Regions from separate parts of the Mus musculus genome. Here region 1 is linked to region 2. A link is a contact called in public HiChIP or PLAC-seq data. All regions are on one chromosome and are shown on one strand. The core of a region is the stretch at or near the end of the contact, and the rest is flanking DNA. Distances in the headings are between cores, read along the strand shown.

Evidence for each region. HiChIP or PLAC-seq counts read pairs in DNA pulled down with a chosen protein or histone mark.
Region 1: an H3K27ac HiChIP or PLAC-seq map of embryonic stem cells shows a contact between it and region 2, with 21 read pairs. The contact joins the enhancer-like site here to the promoter of Dus1l in region 2. A contact is called at or near these places in 4 of 39 promoter capture datasets (embryonic stem cells, liver and macrophages), 1 of 15 datasets of contacts at CTCF or cohesin (the NIH/3T3 cell line), 1 of 484 Hi-C or Micro-C datasets (embryonic stem cells), 6 of 115 datasets of contacts at active chromatin or transcription factors (effector CD8 T cells and embryonic stem cells) and 3 of 9 other capture datasets (adipose tissue, liver and pancreatic islet).

The regions. Positions count from the first base shown.
Region 1 is chr11:120,849,919-120,854,688 of GRCm38.p6, forward strand. All of the region lies in intron 18 of Ccdc57 (coiled-coil domain containing 57), which reads right to left. Among named protein-coding and RNA genes, the nearest start is that of Fasn, 28 kb to the left of the region's middle. Within about 2 kb of position 2,318, at least 99 of the 459 cell types and tissues checked have an H3K27ac peak or open chromatin away from gene starts, as enhancers often do. A contact at or near this core is called in the NIH/3T3 cell line, adipose tissue, embryonic stem cells and 1 more, where this site is marked.
Region 2 is chr11:120,794,090-120,799,456 of GRCm38.p6, forward strand. It overlaps Dus1l (dihydrouridine synthase 1-like (S. cerevisiae)), which reads right to left and starts at 2,306. Exons shown (of 14, transcript NM_026824.4): 1 at 2,054-2,306; 2 at 1,388-1,634; 3 at 814-922; 4 at 179-229. The coding sequence starts at 1,624.

The DNA.
Region 1 (4,770 bases), core at 1,068-3,567, 56 kb after region 2:
CTGTATTTCTTTCTATTGAGTCCCGATAAATACAGCTCAACTACACAATATAAGACAGACCAATACATGTGTGTCCTTAATAAAAAAAATCTTTCACCACACGTCCTTTCATGTGCTTGCTTTAACAAAACACCTTTTTATCTATGCCTGCTTCAGCCAAACATTCCTTAGTCTTTCACCTGTGTCCACTTCAGCTAAACGTTCCTTCATGTGTGTCCCAACAAAACACCATCCAATTGACAAGTTTCTGCTTCAGAAATCTACCTGTGTCCCGAGTGCTGGGATTACAGCACCTTCATCTTTTGATACATGGTTACTCTATTGTGTCTGGCCTTGAACCATAGACAGCTCTACCCACCCTGCATCCCTAGTGCTGAGATTGAAGGCATGCACCATCATAGCGGGCTGTTTCCTAATGTTAAGGTCTCTCACAGAATCTGGAACATGCTGTCTCAGCTAAACTTGCCAGCATCCCCCAAATCCACCATGACAGGTGCATGTTGCCACACTCGGCCTATGTGGGTGCTGGGATCTGAACTCCAGTCCTTAGCCTTGAGCTGCAAGCACTTTTACCCACAAAGGTATGTCCTCCAGTCCTTACAAGAATTGTTTTGTAGCCAGGGAGTGGCAGTGCATGCCTTTGATCCCAGCACTAGGAAGGCAGAGGTAAGTGGATTTGAGTTCCAGGCCAGCCTGGTCTACAGAGTGAGTTCCAGGACAGATAGTCAGGGTTACACAGGGAAACCCTGTTTCAATCAACAAACAGTTTGGTTTTTGTTCTCAAAGTGAACATTTTGAAGAAAAAAAAAATCATTTTCTAGCTTCCCTAGAAACAGAAGCTCATTAGATCTACAGAGCCAGGGAGGAGCCAGAGTAGGTGTGTCCAGGCCTAGCCCATTAGCCACTTCCTGCCTGTCCTCCCACCCCTCCCCTGTACGAGTGTTCTCCTGGTGAGGCCTGAGGTAAAGGGCTGGCCATTCAAGCTGAGTCTAGGACAGGGAGGCTCTACTGTCAGGCCATCAGACAAGGGTGAGCTGTTCTTTTTCCTTTTTCCTCTGGATCTCCAGATTAGAGAAGCCTGGTAGTACACAGTGTGGTCACTGTTACAGTCAGAATCTCCACAGCGGGTGGGCTATGTAAGCAGGACTTAAGAAATGACCCAGGCTGGTCTGTAATTCATGATGCTCCTCTTTTCTCTGCCTACCACGAGCTGGAATTAGAGTCTTGTGCCATAAGGATGCACTAAAAACAGCCCACAACACTAAAAAACCAACCAAACAAAAAACCTAACTCAAACATTGCACTGTACTGTGTAGCCTTCAGTTTGGTGCAAGAAGTTGACAAAAGTTTGGAGCCTAGTACTGAGCAGGGAGGGGCTGGGCTAGTTCCAACCAGTAGCCACATTCCTTAGGAGTTTCCACGCCCATGACCCTTTGTCCCATGGACAACTTTAGCCCTCCTCCTAAACCCTTTTTTCACCCAGCTGGCCATGATCTGGCCTGGTTTCTACTTGAAAATGGGATCACTGTACCTGGGACTTCATCTTGTATACTTCAAACCAAGAGCTGACCTAGCACTGAAGGGTACCTTCCAGATACTGGCTGCTCAGGACAGTCCCACCTAGAACCCCATCCCTGATCCCTGTGGGCATGGACCTTCTGCCCTGCCTCTGGTCTCCCAGGACCTGTCCCTTTCCTAGTACTCCTTTATCCTCCCCAGTGAGCCTGTTACCCTAAGTCCTCAGTTTCAATTGTCCTCTGTGAAAAGGTCACAAGTTCACATTAAAGCCAACCAGGAACTGTCTACAGCTTCAAAACTGCAGGTTAATGGGCTAGGTGTGGTGGCACACACTTTTTAATCTCAGCACTCTGCAGGCAGAGGCAGGGGGATTTTAGTCAATTCCAGCCTAGACTACACAAAGCGTGGTTCCAGGAAGGTCGGTGCTATTCAGTCACACCCTGCCACACAAAAACAAACATCAACAAAGCAGCCAGGTGAACAACAGCAACAAAACTAGTGACTGAGAATTAAGGTGCTGAGGCAGGAGGATCAAAAGCTCAAAGTCATTTTAAGCTACATAGAGTTTGAAACGAGACAGAGCTACAGGAAACCCTGTTTCAAAAAGCAAAGCAAAGCAAAACAAAACAAAAACCCCATCCTCCTCCCAAAAAAACCAACCTGTAAATTAAGACCAACAATGAAGTATCATTGTCATTTATCAGACTGGGGAAAGGTCTGGGCACTGGAGCAGAGAGCTGCTTGCCGGCAGGCAGCTGCTGGCACAGGGCCGGATTTTTTTTAGAACAGTTTGGTAACACTTCAAACTACCTACACCTTTGACCCAGCTATTTCCCTTCTAGATAATTGTCCAACCATGGCTCCCACAAGGATAGGGACACACATTGCAGCACCACATCTAATATGGACGATGACACACATGAGACCCTGAGACAAGATGAGCATGGTCACGCTGTGGATGACCCCAAAGATCTACCAGCCCACACATACTCTGAAAAGATCTTCAGATACAATAAAAAAGCAAGCTGCTTAGGGCTATTGGAAGGAAAGGGGCAAAAGTGTGTTTAAAGGCACGGTGCACCTGCCCCTGGCAGCTGGGTAGGTGGAAGGCAACTAACCAGGCAGTGGGCGGACTGGAGTCAGCTGTGGGGAGGTTGGTGTTCCAGCTGCCGCCTGCACAGGTTGTTTCCATCTGAGGGAGGCCAGAGGCAACCAGGCTGCCACGGGAGCCCCTTTCTTCCAGGGAGGCGGTCGGTTCTCTGATATATCTGGCCACTTGCATTCCTGGGACAGACAACAGGGAGGCGGGACAATGCTAATTCCTGGAAAAGACATTCAGGGGCACCTATAGCTGCACTCCAAGAAGGGAGATGAGGGCTGTCTGGAAACTGAGCTTTAGAGACAGTTGCTTCTGGATGAGGGGGTCTTCCCCTGGCTGGGACCTGTGAGCTTCAGAGATGTGTCTCCTCAGATGAACAAGGGGAAGAGCTGTTTAAGAGACGACTGGCCTGCGTTGGGAGGCATCAGGAACCCTTCCAGTTTGATCCTTATGATTGCTTTTGGTGCTGAGGGTAACCCAGGGCCTTTGAAATGGCTGGCAAGCCTCTGCCAATGAACTACTCTTTAAGAGAGTGCCCCACTGTGCTGCCCAGACTGGAGAAGAACTCTGCCTCGGAGCTGGAAACAAGTTCTGCTCTGGCTATTTTTTATTAGTGTCTTCTATCTCCAGTGTGTGCACGCGCGCATGTGCGTGTGTGCTGTGTGTGCATGGATGCTTGTGTGCATGTGTGTCTGCTGGCACATGGAGGTATGTCTCTTGTCACTCAGCTAGGCCCAGCCTTGCATCATGTGTCTCAATGCTTAATGTGTGGAAGGCTGCAGCAGGCTGATGTCTCCTCCCAGGCATTTCATTGCTGTGGAACTTGAAAATCCACTTGTTTGGCTTCAAGAGAAAGTCTGTCCATATTTCAGTTAGGGTTACACTAAAGGCCTCTTCACTGGAGAAAACCACTCACCCTGATCAGACTTCATACTCTCATGCAGGAAGTATTTCTAAAGCCTTTTTTTTTCTTTTTCTTTCCCTGAACAGTAATTTGCCTGCCCCAGACTCCAGGGTGCTGGGATTGTCAATGGGCACCACTATCAGGGGCAAGTGTTAGCTGTGGCTTGTGTGTGTGTGTGCACTCGCGCGGCGGTGGTGGTGGTGGTGGTGTGTGTGTGTGTGGGGGGGGGGGGGGATGAATTGGGAACTTCCTGGATATGATGCTAGGGCTCCACCACTGAGCTGTGGTCTAGCCCCAAGCTTTGCAGTGACCCTCTCAGTAATCAGTTTTACTTCCTAAAATTCTTTCTGTCCTCCTGTACCCCCACACTAGTCTTTGGTCTCCACCAATCCTTTATCCTGAACACTAGTTGCTTGGTATTAGGAATTCATTAACCAAGACAAAGCCTCAAGTGTCCCCACCCTTAGGGCCATTCCTGAAGAGATAGAAGGGACGGAGATAAATAGAAAGAGAAAGGCCTGGGGCGAGCTGAAAGCTCAGAGGGGTTTGACCTGCTGCGCTGGCCTGGGGAGGGTTCTGCTGAGGGGAGAAGGCAGGTGCTAGGGAGATGGAGTGGGGCGAGGGATGCCCTTAGGTGTGTGAGGGAGTAGAGTGGGAAAGACTACTGGTGTCTGAGGTGGGTGATGGGCCCCTGGGCTGCCCAGTAACACAGGAAGCAGAAGGATGGGCCCAGGCCTTGGGCCAGCTCTGTTCAGAGAGACTTGAGGCTTTTGCAAGAATGAAGGTGAGAGAGGAAGCCTGCCTTACAGGTGGGTAGGTGTATGTATGGGGTAGGAGTCAGGGTCTGTGTGTGTATTGCAGGGAAGGTAGGAGTCAGGGTGTGTGTGTATATGGTAGGAATCAGGGTCTGCGGGGGGTTGGGGAGGTAGGAGTCAGGGTGTGTGTGGGGTAGGTAGAAGTCAGGGTGTGTGCATGTGGTAGGAGTCAGGGTGTGTATGGGGGAGGGTAGGAGTCAGGGTGTGTATGGGGAGGGTAGGAGTCGGTGTGTGTGTGTGTGGGTAGGATCAGGGTGTGTGTGTGGAGGGGGGTAGGAGTCAGGCTGTGTGTGTGGAGGGGTACAGGAGTCAGGGTGTGTGTGTGTGTGGTAAGATCAGGGTGTGTGTGGGGGGGTGTAGGAGTCAGGGTGTGTGGGTGTGTGTGTGTATGGGGTAGGAGTTAGGGTGTGTGTGTGTGCGGTAAGATCAGGGTG
Region 2 (5,367 bases), core at 1,056-3,555:
ATACACCAGGGGACTCTATAGTCACCTCCTTCCAGGAAGTAAAGTGCTATGGCCAAGAGCCCCCAGTGGGATCATCGGTGTCCTCTTGAGCCCCAGTCAAGTAGCTGTGCTTATGAGCCCTGTCAGACTGTCTCTGGGGCGACTCACTCACTGACACAGTGGTATATAGCCAACTCACTCATTCTTTGAAGAAGGTCCCACTCCTCCTGCAGAAAAGCACCATAGTGACCTGCAGAGGATGAGAGTGGCCCCCATTGCACCCACGCTGCTATCAACTCCCTACTAGGCCAGCTCCTCAGAACACAGTGGACTCCACAGCTACGCCATGTGTATGAGCACCAGCTTCTACATGGCCTCCCCAAGGTCAGCAGAGGCTCTGGGGAGAGCAGAGGGAAAGGGAAACCAACCAGCTTTCTTAGCCCTGACTTTGGAGCTCTGCCTGCTGTCAAAACTCCAAAGTGGGCCACACAGCCTAAGATCATAATGGGTGCTTGGGGGCCCAGTGAGCCTGAATTGTGGGATTAGAGCCAGGGACCCACACCAGCTGGTCACAGTTATCAGAAGGATACCTATGTGGCCAGCAGAGTCTGGTCCCCAGTCAAACACCTGAGGACTCTTCAGGATGTTAAGTTCAGAAAAAGGGCTGCTTGCTGGCTACAGGTGCCACCACAGTCAGAGGCAGGGATTAACTCTCCCCATGTGCACCAATACCCAGGCTCCACTGGAACAGGCCTGGACCCCTTATTTGGAGGCCTAGTGGGCCTAGTATTGGCCTGGACAGGTGTCAACACAGGACTGGAGCAATGACCTCACCTCTCTTGGCTATCATCTGTGGGCAGCCCAAGTTCAGGTCAATGGCATCACAGTAATCTTGTGCTAGGAGAGCCGCCTGGACAAACACCTCTGGGTCATTGGCACAGAACTGAAGAAGACACGAATGCCACCCTCGGTCAGCCCAGGCCTAGGACTCTCCCTGCCTAGGCCACCCAGCCCTGTGAGGAATCCCATGGTGACTCAGTGAGCTATGGTCTTTCCACCGACATTGACAATATGACAACCACTAGGAATATGAGCTATAATGACATGTAACAGAAGCCACTGGCACAGACTTGTAAAGAACTGTTGGTTCTCGACAGGAGGGTACTGAGACGGAGAAGGATCAAGGTGACACTGGTGCTACACTCCTCACGTCCTCCAAGCTGCCCCTTCACCGGGACTCTGGCTAGTTCCCAGTTCTGGGGATGCCCACTCAGCAGCATGTGTCATGCAGGACTTCAGGGACCCCGACCCTTCTCCTGGGTTATATGTATATGACAGGGACAGCTTGGGAATGCTGTCCTTATATACAGGGTCTGGAGCTTAGGTGCTACCCAGTCCCTCAGCTCACCTGCACAATGAGAGGCCTGTCCTCGGGGCACACATCACAATACAAGTTCTCTTTGCGGTAGTTAGCATCTCTAACGAAGACCTGGGCATGTAGCATAGGGGTGTAGCATAGCTGGGCTCCATGGCGGCGGCTCAGAAGTCTCCAAGCTAGCTCACTCTGGTCCACCATGGGTGCCACCACATGTCGGGCACCCCCCAAGGTGCGGCTCCAAAACTCAAAACCCTGCAGTTTGGGCATCCTCTCCACACTAAGGGCAGAAGAGGAACAAGCGCTCATTTCAGCCATGGTATACCATCATACCCCAGGAGGGTACGAAGTTCAACTCCAGGAGCTGACCGCTCTCGTCAGCTTTTGCTGTCGGCTCTCCCAAGAACACGGTGAAAACAAGAGAGGTATCCGTAGGCACAGGGTTGAGGTGCCCTCCCTCCACCTTTCTGGCAGTGACCCTGACATACCACTCACCCTCTCTGGACCTTCTCCCCTTAAACGCCAGCCTGGTGCAGCGGGTGTGGAGGATGAACAGGTCTGTGGGACCTGCACAGCTGAGACCACCCGGCTGCACGAGGCCTGACGCCGCCTCGGATCTTGGGTTGGGAGAGTAGCGAGCACGTCAGCCTCCACGGCTCCTTTCCTGGTCGGGCCCAGAGCCCCCTGAGCTGCCCCTACCTAACCCCTGGGCTGGCTGGGGCCCGAGACCGCCACCGGACGTCCACGGGGCTTGAACTAGGACTACTTCCCGCACCGTCGGAGTTGGCCAGGGCTCGATGAAGGTCTGTGACTGCGGGCACGCTCCAAAGAAAGGGGCACACAAGGCCCCGTAGCCTCTGCCTGACCCGCGGCGCCGCCAGCAGGACCCGCACGAAGGCGGCGGGAGCCGCCAAGCGCCGTGGCTCAGACTCAGCGCAACGCCGCCGGAAGTGCCGGAGCCGGAAGCGTACTGCCAGGCGCTCCGCACCGTCTGCGGTGCAGCAAAAAATAAAGTCCTCGGAAACTGCAGCTCAGCGCTGAAGGGACCGGCCTTGTGGAAACGAGAGAGTTGAGCAAGAACAGACTGCGCATGCCCGGGGTCACGCTGTCCCTTCCAGACAATTGGCACTCGGAGGCCTTTCCTCCCACCTCTATCCCCCAACCCACCTCCGCAATCCAGGAGCAGCCCTTGGTTCTGCAGACACAAGACGTAAATTTAGTACACCACCACAATAGGAAACGAGATAAAGAATTATTACTTCAGATCCTGGGTAGAAAAGGCTACAGCAGGCCAGGCCTTTGTCGAGTAATGAGTCGCTTGCTAGAGGGAAGGAACATGCATAAAGAGATATGGGGCCGGGCAGTGGTGGCTCATGCCTTTAATCCCAGCACTTAGGAGGCAGAGGCCTGGCAGATTTCTGAGTTCGAGGCCAGCCCGGTCTACAGAGTGAGTTCCAGGACAGCCAGGGCTATACAGAGAAACCCTCCCCAGCTCTCAAAAACAAAAATAAAAAAAGTTCTCTCCTAAGTTCTTTTTGTCAGGGTATTTTAAACAGGAAACCAAACTATGGCCGTAAACTGTTACTGTTTTAATAGTAGTGATGTATTTCACTGAGAGAGATCTACCAGACTCTGCCTCCCAACACAGAATTCAAGGCCTGAACCGCCATGTCTGAGTTGTTTGACCACTCTTTAATCCTTCTACACTGCTTCCATGCACCTCGAGTTTTCAGAATCCAGAGTTTGTATCGTGCAACTCACATGCTTCCAGCCTTTCCCTCTGTGGTCAGACTTCCAACTCCACAAACCATTGAGTCCTGCTCTCCAGCCTTGGAACAATTGCTGATACATACTTTATAATGATATATGTATGTATAATGATACATGTATAACGGTATAATGATATAATGTAATATATATGCATTACTCAAGCCATTTATGATACTTTAATTTTCTGCCTTGTAAGGAAATGACAGGAAGCTGGGTGGTGACACCACACCTTTGATCCCAGCACTCAGGAGGCAGAGGCAGGAGCAGCTCTGTGAGTTGGAGGCCAGCCTGATTTAGATCAGAGCTAATTCAGGATAGCCAGGGCTACACAAAGAAACCTTATCTCGAAAAATAAAATAAAAAATAAATAAAGTAAATAAGAGGGGCAGGAGAGATGGCTCTGAGGTTAAGAGTACTAGTTGCTCTTCCAGAGGTCCTGAGGTCAGTTCCCAACACCCACAAGGCAGCTTACAACTGTCTGTAACTATAGTCTTATGGTTTCCAATGCCCTCTTCTTTTTTTTGGGGGGGGGGGGTTTCGAGACAGGCTCCCAATGCCCTCTTGTGTGCAGACATACATACCGATAAAACACCATATACAAGCCGGGCATGGTGGTGCACGCCTTTAATCCCAGCACTAGGGAGGCAGAACTCTGAGTTCGAGGCCAGCCTAGTCTACAGAGTGAGCTCCAGGACAGCCAAGGCTATACAGAGAAACCCTGTCTCAAAAAACCAAAAACCAACCAACCAACCAAAAGACCCACCATATATATATATATGTATATATATATATTCATACATATATATATATATATATATATAAACTAATTAATTTTTTAAAAAAACAAAGAAAATGAAAGAAGAAACTGCACAGCCACAAGCGGACATGACCCACAGCCGGACATGACATGATGGTGCACACCTTGAATCCCTCCAGGTCCCTGGCAGGCGGATCTCTGAGTTCACGGACAGCCTGGTTTACAGAGTGAGTTCCAGGACAGTCTGGGGTACACAAAGAAACCCTGTCTCAAAAAAGCAACACACACACAAAAAAAGTATGCCCCTTACATTTATCCACTTACAGTGTTATGGTCTGACACCTCAGGACAGCTGTAGCCAGTCTGTCCCATGTCTGCCAGCTATTTCATATTGTTGCTGTAACATGCCTCTCAGTCATTGACACAGAGAAGTGACTTGGCGTAGACGGAGAACATGCTGACCACATATCCTGCTTTGTTCTGAATGTTCTGTATGTGGTTTGCTAATCTTAAGAATTCCACGAAGCTTTGTGTAAGACCTATCAAATCAAAGGTCAATAGGAATTGCTATGTCTAAAATATCTTAAGTAAGAACTTCCTGCACCTGTGTGTGAATTCACTGTGGTTTTTTTTTTCCCCTTATAAGATGACAGAAAAATATGCCCATTGTCATTGTTCAGATAATTCTGAGCTATGTCCTTGCTCTGACCAGTTTCTGGGTGTGCATTCAATAAACTATTCTTGCTTAACTGAAGTCAGTGTTCACATGGTTTGTGCGGTGATTCTTGAACCCCAAGGATAGCAGTTCTGGCACTCTTGATCTTGTCTATAGATCTGAGCTTCTACCTGGTACAATTGCCCCTTGAGCTAAAGTTTCTTCTTCTTCTTCTTCTTCTTCTTCTTCTTCTTCTTCTTCTTCTTCTTCTTCTTCTTCTTCTTCTCCTTCTCCTTCTCCTTCTCCTTCTCCTTCTCCTTCTCCTTCTCCTTCTCCTTCTCCTTCTCCTTCTCCTTCTCCTTCCCCCTTCCCTCCTCCTCCTCCTCCTCCTCCTCCTCCTCCTCCTCCTCCTCCTCCTCCTCCTCCTCCTCCTCCTCCTCCTCCTCCTCCTCTTCTTCTTCTTCTTCTTCTTCTTCTTCTTCTTCTTCTTCTTCTTCTTCTTCTTCTTCTTCTTCTTCTTCTTCTTCCTCCTCCTCCTTGTTTTTTTTTGAGACAGGACAGGGTTTCTCTGTGTTGCCCTGGCTGTCCTGGAACTCAGTCTGTAGACCAGGCTGGCTCAAACTCAGAAACCCACCTGCCTCTGCCTCCCAAATGCTGGGATTAAAAGCATGGGCCGGGCTGGTGAGATGGCTCAGTGGGTAAGGGCACCCGACTGCTCTTCCGAAGGTCAGGAGTTCAAATCCCAGCAACCACATGGTGGCTCACAACCATCTGTAACGAGATCTGACTCCCTCTTCTGGAGTGTCTGAGGACAGCTACAGTGTACGTACA